Linked DNA regions of Danio rerio: all the other regions are linked to region 2. The links are chromatin contacts, called in public Hi-C and HiCAR-type maps. All regions are on one chromosome and are shown on one strand. The core of a region is the stretch at or near the end of the contact, and the rest is flanking DNA. Distances in the headings are between cores, read along the strand shown. Region 1 holds the start of cimap1d (CIMAP1 family member D). Region 2 overlaps LOC141380320 (a long non-coding RNA gene). Region 3 holds the start of fkbp8 (FKBP prolyl isomerase 8).

Region 1 (2,937 bases), core at 198-2,697, 200 kb after region 2:
TTAATGCAATCTGTATTGTGTGAAACGTTTGTTTTGCAATGCTTGAATTTCAATTTGCATACAATATGACCTTGTTTCTATTTACCGATGTTATCTAAAACAGGGATTCCCAATCTTTAAATCCCGCAACCCCTAAAATAAGAAGACTCGCGACACCCAAATTCCTCTTAGGTGGTTATACATATGCAAACGTTGCTCATACAACATTAGGCCTATATAAACATGAGCATATTGACAACTAGAGATGGCAAAAGTACACACACCCTTTACTAAAGTAGAAGCACAGACACTCATGTTTAAAATGTTTCTGGCAAAAGTTTAAGTACCGACTACACATTTGTACTCAAGTGTAAGTAAAGCATTACGGCCTGAAACATGTACTTAAGTAAAAAGTATTCATTACTAGTACCTGTTTTAGTTTCACAGTGCTAACTACTGCACATCAGGTATACATCTACTATTTAGGATGGATCTTTTGTGAATTGGAATGCAGCAGAAGTTTCTTTATGGACTAAAAACACTGTTACATCCAGTGTTGCCATCCTGTGGACAAACTAATTAATGAAAAAAATCAAGATGCTGTATACGGGTTAAAGTAGCAGGCAATCTGTTGACCCCCATTTAGCTTCAAGCTCTTTTAAGCAAGCGTGAAGTTCCTAGCAACACATTGACCCCATGTGTTGCATGTTGGCATTTACCTTTGGTTACCATAGCATCAGGCTTAACAGTTAATGTTTAATGTTTTTTTTCTGGTTAATGCAGTAGGTGGATATATCTACCATACCTACAACTCGCAATTTATATGCACTCAGAATTTTGACGCAATGCTATTTATGTTGATATAAAGAAATATGGTACGCACTCTTCTAGATGTTCATCTCTTCTAAAATATTAAGGGCCCACTTTATACAGCTTTGCAGGAGGGCCCCCAGGTGCTGGTCTCCCTGGTGACCCATGCTTGATGGTCCATCTCTGGCCTGTAAAGGCATGAAAGGGAATTGAGGGGAGGGATTAGCCTACCTGATGGAGATAATGTTACACCACGATGAATTCAAGTGATGACATCTTTGTGCTTCTGTCTCTCATATGCGTGTGTATATTTAATGGGTTTGGTGGCCCCTGACTGAGTCCACCAGCTTGAATGAAGATTACACCAAACTGTTCGTTTTTCTGATTTAAGTGACGGCTGTAATTATGACATCATCAGATGGAGGACCATGGAGAACTTGACTGAACTTGTCCAGTCCAAATGAGGTCAGGACTTTTTTACAGTGGACATCAGATTTTCGCCGGAAGGACGAAAACGACACCTGTTTCAGCTTCTTGGGTTTTTTTAATTGCTTGAAAAAGCTAATGCTGAGGTAAAAGCTAAATCCTTAATAGCTGCTCTTTGAGCTTGGTTTACTCAAATTTTATGAAAGTTGTCATAGGGACTTGATAAGGTCTACGGCTGACTATGCAGCAAACATAGTAAGCAAAGACTTTTACCTTCGGTCTCAAATGTGGTCATGACTATGAGTGAAACAGAAAAGAAGCGTCCAGTCATTGCTGGCAGAGAAAGAGGTAAGCTGTTTATATACTATTTCTACACTATGCAACACTACCTCTGCTGAAAGAATGCATGGAACAACAATCAACATTGAAGCCATGTTCCAACAAAGTTACCATTTGTATGAACAGTCTTACTACAAATACAGTAGTGTAGCAAATCCATAGTTTGGTTTTATTTGTGGTAAAATCTCTGTCAATTTTGATAAAGGTAGCAGCCTATCCATTACATGCAGATTGATAGATTGAACAGTTTATTTATTCGTATTACAATATTTTAGATTTAATAGATGATTTAAACTGCAACAATACAACTGGATATATTCATTGTTTACCTTAAATCTCCATCCTGTCGTCATTTCAGGCAGAAGTGACGCGAACGGTTTACAACTTCGACGCTCGGGCCTGCTGTTTGAAGTGATTATTTCTGCCTGTAGGTGGCAATGTGTTGACGTGAAAACTTTAGCCAGCAGTTTCATTCATTCAGATACAACTTTACGACGATGAATTAGGGTTTTATTATGCTATTATTTTGTACTATTTTGTTTATTATATGCCTGTTATTTGAAGGTTAAACTTAAATAAAGAAGGGAAGGGAAAGACAGACAGACGACTTGAAAGGATACAGCTGCGTCTACTGGGCATGCGCACATCAGTAGTACCCTAAATTGACACTAAAAAGTATTTTAAAGGTGCAGTAGGTGATTATCCTCAGAAACATTTTTTGTTGTGCTGTTTGAAAGTCTCTTCACATTCCAATAGTATTGATTTAAGTAAATGATCTAAATGTATCTATGTTTTTTTATATTTTGGGTGAGGCATAAGACTAAAAAATGTTCATCCAATTAGAATTTGTCAGGCTGACAATTCCCATAATCTGATAATTCTGATAAGTAGCCCAAACTGACTGTCACTCAGCAAATGTAAATTTGTACAACTGCGTAAAGCCGATTGCGTGTGCACACAAGAGAAAGAGCGACAGTGGTAAAAACAAATGCTGAATCAATATTAGAGTTAGTTTTGCATGCTGGAGGAATGCTGGACACCATGGCTGAAGTATTTCTCTTTGACAGGTAATGCTCTGTTTTAAAACTATTTTAGTCACGCAAAGCTGATGTAGATTTTGTTGTTACGAATGGGTTATATGCACAGAAGTGTTGTTCAGCCTCTAAAATCTTCCAGCGAAAGATTGATGTGACTATTTTCAGTTTCATAAAGGACCTTTTACAGCATCGATAATGAAGATTTTTATTTAATTTAATAACTAAAGATAAGTAAATAGCGCTATTCCGCCAAGCCTGCTTTTCTGAGGTGAAGTATACTGAGGTTTTATATCCACATTGGTTCATTTTTGAAAAATGACAACCTGTGACACGCTCCCAAATTGTT
Region 2 (3,158 bases), core at 453-2,952:
TGATGATTTCAGTAAAAACAAACACAAGATTTTAGTATTAAGCCTCACACATTTAGGGTTAAGTGTTTGCTTTAAGAATAAGGTGGATAAGCCAGGCTTCTGTCACTTTGTGACGTGGTCAGATTTTGTTATTTTTTATCAAAACAGATGATACACTTCAAATAGGTTGTTTCAAAATAAATATGACTCAGAAATGGACCAACCCAAATGTTGAGTTAAGATTTTATTTAAACCCAACGGTAAACAGTTGGGTTTGTACAAATGAAACCCAGATTTTAAAATCAAGTATTTTTTTGAGTGTTGCCCTCATAAAAAATCTGTTTAATCTATTGCAATTAATAGTAAATACTATAATCTTTTTGTACCATACTATAGTAAAGTGCATTATACAGTGTAAATATTATATTTATAACTCTGTTAATGAATGCTGTCTACAACACACTGTAGTATGAACTACAGTAAACTGTTAAATTGTAAAAAAAATAAATGTAGTATAGCCTATACGTTTTTACTAGAGTAAACTGTGGAGTGTTGTTGTATAATATACCCTAAATTTATGGAAAACTGCATTATTTGGTCATTTGTTTAGATTACTACAGTTGTTGTGTACAATAGGCAACTACAGAATAACCACATCAGGTTAATGCAAGTACTTTACTATATATGGTTCAAAACACTATATTAAGTACGTATTACTATAGTATTTTATATATATATTTTTTGTGGATATTGATTTCCAAAAATGCAAACTCTCAGATTCTTTTAATTATTCATAGATTACAAAAACAGTTAAAATTATGGTACTACTAATTTGTAAACCATCATTTACCGCTTGTAGTTCAACTGGTTTGATTATTTTAAATTCTTTTTTTCATTTACTTTTAATAATGTTTCCACCATCATATTATTGTGGTTTGATGCCTTAACGCCGCCTACTATGGTGTTGGTAGTTGGTAATGCCACAGTTTGTCAGAACACTGGCTATTTTTCGGAAAAATACAAGAATATACTGAAAAGCATAACCTTAGAGCACGTAAGTAGCCTGTAATAAACCAAAGGTGTATTTTTTTTTCTGTGTGAGAATACAAAGGTAAGATTATAATATAATTTTAATTAAAACAATGGCGCACATATTTTATGAGCAGTCATGGAATAAACAGCATAGTATACAGTCAGGTGGTCATAATCACAAAGTAAACCACAACTGGCAGTTACAAAATTCCTCAGAGGTACTTTAATAATTCTCTCTTACGCACCTTTTCATATTTGTTGTAATTCATCATCGATACAGAAATGACTCGTTTTTATTAGTTGGCTCAGTTGGGAACTGTTCTATCACACAGCCGATGGGAGAAGAGAAAAGGAGAGAGAGGGAGAGTGTGTGTGTGACAGGGTGTTAAATTTGAAGGAAGCTATTTTTGAAGAACAGTCTGCTGGACATCTCGCCTAAAAATGTGCCGCTGACCTTCACAGGTTCGCACCTGCTTCACAGCACAGGTGGTTTGTTTTTGGAAAATACCTGTAAACGGTAAGATATGCGGTGTAGAAGTAAAAAAGTTCTAAGGGACAATGCTAGAAATGAATTTTGGCAATCCAATACGCAATGGTGGGGATAAATTGAGTATATAATCAGTGATTTATTTAACGTACGTGTAATAAGATAATCCTTGTGCGTCTACTGTAATCTCTAGGTGGAAGTGCGCTATCTAGTGGCCATAGTGTGATTGTGCACGTATTTACGCTGACAAAAACATAAAAATCAAGCCTTGTGAAGTTTCCTTTCTAGGAAACATAATTTCTAATTATTAGAATTTTGTTTAAAAATGTTCATACATTTATGAAAAATGTTACTTGGCAAGTAATACCAGTTATAATACACAGCCAATTCTTTTGGAGTTAAATACGTCTCTCTCGTGCCCCCTTGTGGTTAATTAATTATTACAATTACGGTTAAAGGAATTGTTCCGCAAAAAATAAAATTTACTCACCTTTTACTCATCCTCAAGTGGTTATAAACATTTAAGAGTATACAAATACCATGGTCATTGGTTAAAGTTTTCTAACTTTCTTTAAAATATCTTCTTTTGTATTTAACAGAAGAAAGAAACAAATGTTAAAAGTGTGGCGATGAATGCGTCTTAAGTTACACTGAATTGCCTTTTCCAAACAAGCTTGCTGAAATATACAACCATTAATTAATTACTTTAAAATTACAATTTGTTATAATTCAGTGTAAACTTTTTTATTCCACTGGGCTATGATTACACACAGTATGCACAGAACAATATTTTAACAATGATATACATTCAAATTTTGGACCTACAGAGACAAATTCATATATAATACATTTTAAATTTAATATGTTTTGTTGTAAAATATATGATTAAACATTTACCTGGTTAAATTAAATTTCCAAAATTTCAATTTGCAGTTAATCACCCCAAGGCCATCTGAGATGCAAGTGCCTTTTTCTACAGTAAAACATCACAGACAATTTTGTTGAAATTGTTATCCTCGGTAATTCAAGTAAGTTCGTTTCCATCTTTTTAGGTTGTGACATCTAATAGATAAATACAACACATCAGAGTCGTTTTAAATGTTATCCATGCTCTTCCATGCTGTATATAATAGTGTTTAGTGGCCATTTTAAGTGCAGAAATTTATCGTAAAACCCATACACCACCAGTGGGGTGTTTTAAGAAAGAGTTAAAAACAAATTAAAATAAAATATATATATATATATATACTATACTTTAGATTTTTAATTTCTAAACTCAAATCTCAGACTTTTGTTGGCTGCCAAATGCACATTTTTGTCAAATTCTTGACAACCTCTGACTCGACATATGACGCATGACAAGTATTCGTAGTGGATGTTATGGTGATACCAAGCCAACTAGTATGTGGTAAACAAACATGTGTTAAGTAGACCCTGTGAGACATGCCACAAGTATTAATTTTGCAATGCCTATATATATATATATATATATATATATATATATATATATATAAATGTGTATGTGTGTGTGTGTGTGTATTTTTCAGGGTTGATTGACCAATTTCCATTCCTGTGACAATAAATGAAATATTTTATTTACTTTACTCTTTGATTTCCATGTGCGAGGAAAGGTCTATAAAACCACTGACTGTGCATCTAC
Region 3 (3,366 bases), core at 542-3,041, 180 kb before region 2:
TGGCATGCTTCCAAGGTTTTCACCACAGTGCCGGCAGACGTCTTCCTGCCAATTATTGAAAAAGTTCGGCGAAATTTGGATGAGAAACACAGGAGAAACCACTTTTGTAGCATAAAAGCATTTTTTATTATAGTCGAAATATATATATATATATATATATATATATATATATATATATATATATATATATATATATATATATATATATATATTTTTTTTTTTTTTTTTTTTTTTTTTTTTTTAATCTGTGAAAGTATGTATGCAAAATCTTATATTGTTGTGATTACAGTCTTCTAGGCTAAAAGATGAAACAATTTTAAAAGATGTAATAAACACACAGTGACTTCTAGCCAGTTTTGAGGAAAACACGACACAGTGGGGTTAGTTGAAACAGGGTGTTACAATTAAGCCACACACTGTTGGGTACCAATTAAACTAACAAAATAATTGTTGAATTTTGAATGAAATGTTAAGAACTTTTTAAATAAAAATGTTTTTTAATTGAAAAATGTTAATGTATAAATTAATAATAATGCAAATAAATCCAAATGTGTTTATCCAATAAATAAATTAACATACTGTGCTATGTAGAATAAAAAAGAGTCAATTACTGAGGAAATAAAGCTACTATTTAAAGTAAACTGAATTTAAATTAATTGTGTGAAATCTGCCTTTATAAGCATGTGTTACAATTAACCCCCTGTCTGTTACAACTTGCCCCACAGGTTGGATAAATGGTAACATTTTTACTCCTGGCACTTTGGCAATACTGCACAGAAACCATGGGTCATAATTTCAGTGCTCATTTGTAGGAGAGGCATGTGTGTTATTAGTAAAAAAATATAAAAAAGGTTTGTCTAACCCTATTACTTTATTACTTGACCAAAACAAAAAATAGTTACTAAATTGTGACTATTAGATTTAACTTATATATACTATTTAAAGTTTTAGTTCTTTTAATACTGAATTATACCCTATTCAAATGTTATGTTATTCCTGACAAACTCCAAATACTCATTATATTACCATGGTAAACGCGTAAAAACATGCTATTACTATGAGTGATTTTGCTTAATAAATAAACCCCAGCTATCGTATAATTAGAAACTTTTTTATTGACAAAACAATCGTTCAATTGAGGTAAAGTTGGTTTTAATTTTACACCATTGGACTTTCTCCTTAATAATATGATTTCAAAACTCTAAATAGTGAAATCATATTAGCAGTCAACGACTATTAAAGTATAACATTGTTCACAGGCGATTAAACAGTTTTGTAGTCAAACTTGCATGTGATTTCAGACTAAATACTCAAAGTACCATGGTAAACAATACAGGCAGAATGTCACAAGTTGCCACTGAAAGAATCTACAAATATAAAACCAACTTTACCTCAATAACCGATAAAATCTTCGTTAAAGTGAAATGACACATCGTCCACGCGTGAATATTCTGTTGTAATTCAGTGCTACGTCTTCAATGTGCATTATAATGTTCATCTTATATGCCTTCAAAAGGTTTGTATTTCATTACGAACGCGGGCGAATGCTTACTGTAAATCTCTTATTATTATTTGCAGAGATGTCAGTGTTTCCAGAACGTTCCAACAACTTTGAGACGGAGCGCGCGCACGGCTGAGTGCAGCGTGATGACACAACTCTCTTATAAATGTTTCTGTGCAATAAAACGTGTGAAAAGTGCTGTAAAAGAGCAAAAGCTTACCGCAGTGAGAAGAAAATACACCTCAGAGCAGCGCAGCAACAACTTTCACAACAACACAAGATCAATCTCTGCAACTTCCGGGTAAAGGTCAATGGTCATCGCAGACAACTACAAAATAAAAGTCAGAGTCAAGGTCGCTGCAATGACTGAGGGGACTTTTATATTCCATAATATAAATGCACATTCAACAGTTTAATTGATTTTATTTTTTTTCTTCCAAAATTAAAAATGTGTATGACAGTAATTTCTGTTTAATATTTTAATATATCAATTAAATTCACATTTCTATCAATATTAAAACAATTTATATTAACAATATATGATTACATATGATAAAAATATGAAATTAATAATATAAATAAATATTTTTATATATCCGTATAAACATAGTTTATATTTAATATTTATTTGATTTGTTTGAACCTATTTACATAGAACAAATTTAATGACATAATTGTTTTCTACATTCAATTATATATTAAATAATAAATATTGAAACTGAATTAAATGTATATCAATGTAATAAAATAAATATAAAATTTTTTAAGTAGGGCTATATAACATTATACTTTTGTAATAAACTATATACTTTTGTTTCTGATGTTTTAACAATTACATGTATTCTTAAAGAATTTAAAACAATTACTGATGATATTTAAGATTTCATATCACCTACATATTTATTAAATTTAATTTCATTATTATTTAGTAATTTTACCACTGTACATGAAATATTTTCTAGTTGTTTTTAATATACTAATCTAATATTAATATTAATTAATATATCAATTTATGTTTTTTTTTACCAAATCACTTATGAATGATTTAATATTTAATATATATATATATATATATATATATATATATATATATATATATATATATATATATATATATATATATATATATATATATATATATATATATATATAAAAAACTGAAACGCACAAAAATATCAAATTACATTTATTATTGATGCATTTCTTTTTGATAAGCAAATTTTCTTTTCTTTTTTTCTCAGTCTAAAGAAACTTTACAATATAAAGAAACATACAAAGGACATATTTACCTACAACAAGACACCTAAGGCCCTAAAAACACAGATCCGAGCTATACCCTACAATGAAATACAAAGCAAACCCAATGGGACAGAGACTGCTTCATATTGAATACTGTCAGGTCGCAAGAAAGGACGATGAAAAGTACAGGGGAAACTCTTGTCATTCGCCTTCCTGCTCCAAAATACACGTTTGCCGCTCAAACCTCTTTCTAATGTTACAAGGTTATATACACATCACAACAGAAGTGCAGAGATGGTCAACAGAACAAAACATTTCAGCCTTAATCTGAGGTAAAACTTATCCAATTTGACGGTTAAATTGCTGTAAGGTTGTGTTTTCTGTCTCGAATGTTTCTATATAAACTCGCAATATGATTTCCGTTCAGCTTAAGGCAAGACACTGCAGGTGAAAGAGGTAAACAATAGTCGAATACTTATCGCCATGTTAATAGATTAGGCTACATTAAGAACTGCATATTGAAATGTATTTATTTGATATGAAAGTTATAATGTATTAGCTTACACTTTCTTAAACGTTTAAATATGCAAGTTAGGAATATTTTTGTTTTAAATGTCATATTTTAC

Evidence for each region. A called contact is a pair of places that touch in the nucleus more often than the background predicts. HiCAR-type assays count read pairs that join an accessible place to other places.
Region 1: a contact with region 2 is called in a Hi-C map of an unstated tissue, with 2.5 times the contacts expected there. The contact joins the promoter of cimap1d here to the enhancer-like site in region 2. A contact is called at or near these places in 2 of 18 Hi-C or Micro-C datasets (caudal fin and an unstated tissue).
Region 3: a HiCAR-type map of caudal fin shows a contact between it and region 2, with 7 times the contacts expected there. The contact joins the promoter of fkbp8 here to the enhancer-like site in region 2. A contact is called at or near these places in 8 of 18 Hi-C or Micro-C datasets (caudal fin, embryo, hematopoietic stem cells and 1 more) and 3 of 4 datasets of contacts at active chromatin or transcription factors (caudal fin, embryo and gastrula embryo).

What each region holds. Positions count from the first base shown.
Region 1 is chr22:21,142,662-21,145,598 of GRCz12tu, forward strand. It overlaps cimap1d (CIMAP1 family member D), which reads left to right and starts at 1,448. Exons shown (of 4, transcript NM_001130670.1): 1 at 1,448-1,563. The coding sequence starts at 1,509. cpamd8 (C3 and PZP like alpha-2-macroglobulin domain containing 8) reads left to right here. Exons shown (of 43, transcript XR_012398166.1): 43 at 1-13.
Region 2 is chr22:20,939,534-20,942,691 of GRCz12tu, forward strand. The region is part of intron 1 of LOC141380320 (a long non-coding RNA gene); the gene reads left to right. LOC137488923 (a long non-coding RNA gene) reads left to right here. Exons shown (of 5, transcript XR_011008218.2): 4 at 2,432-2,526; 5 at 3,046-3,158. Among named protein-coding and RNA genes, the nearest start is that of tmem59l, 22 kb to the right of the region's middle. Within about 2 kb of position 1,703, at least 6 of the 62 cell types and tissues checked have an H3K27ac peak or open chromatin away from gene starts, as enhancers often do. A contact at or near this core is called in caudal fin, where this site is marked.
Region 3 is chr22:20,761,382-20,764,747 of GRCz12tu, forward strand. fkbp8 (FKBP prolyl isomerase 8) reads right to left here and starts at 1,792. Exons shown (of 9, transcript NM_200884.1): 1 at 1,722-1,792. The region is part of intron 1 of LOC141380320 (a long non-coding RNA gene); the gene reads left to right.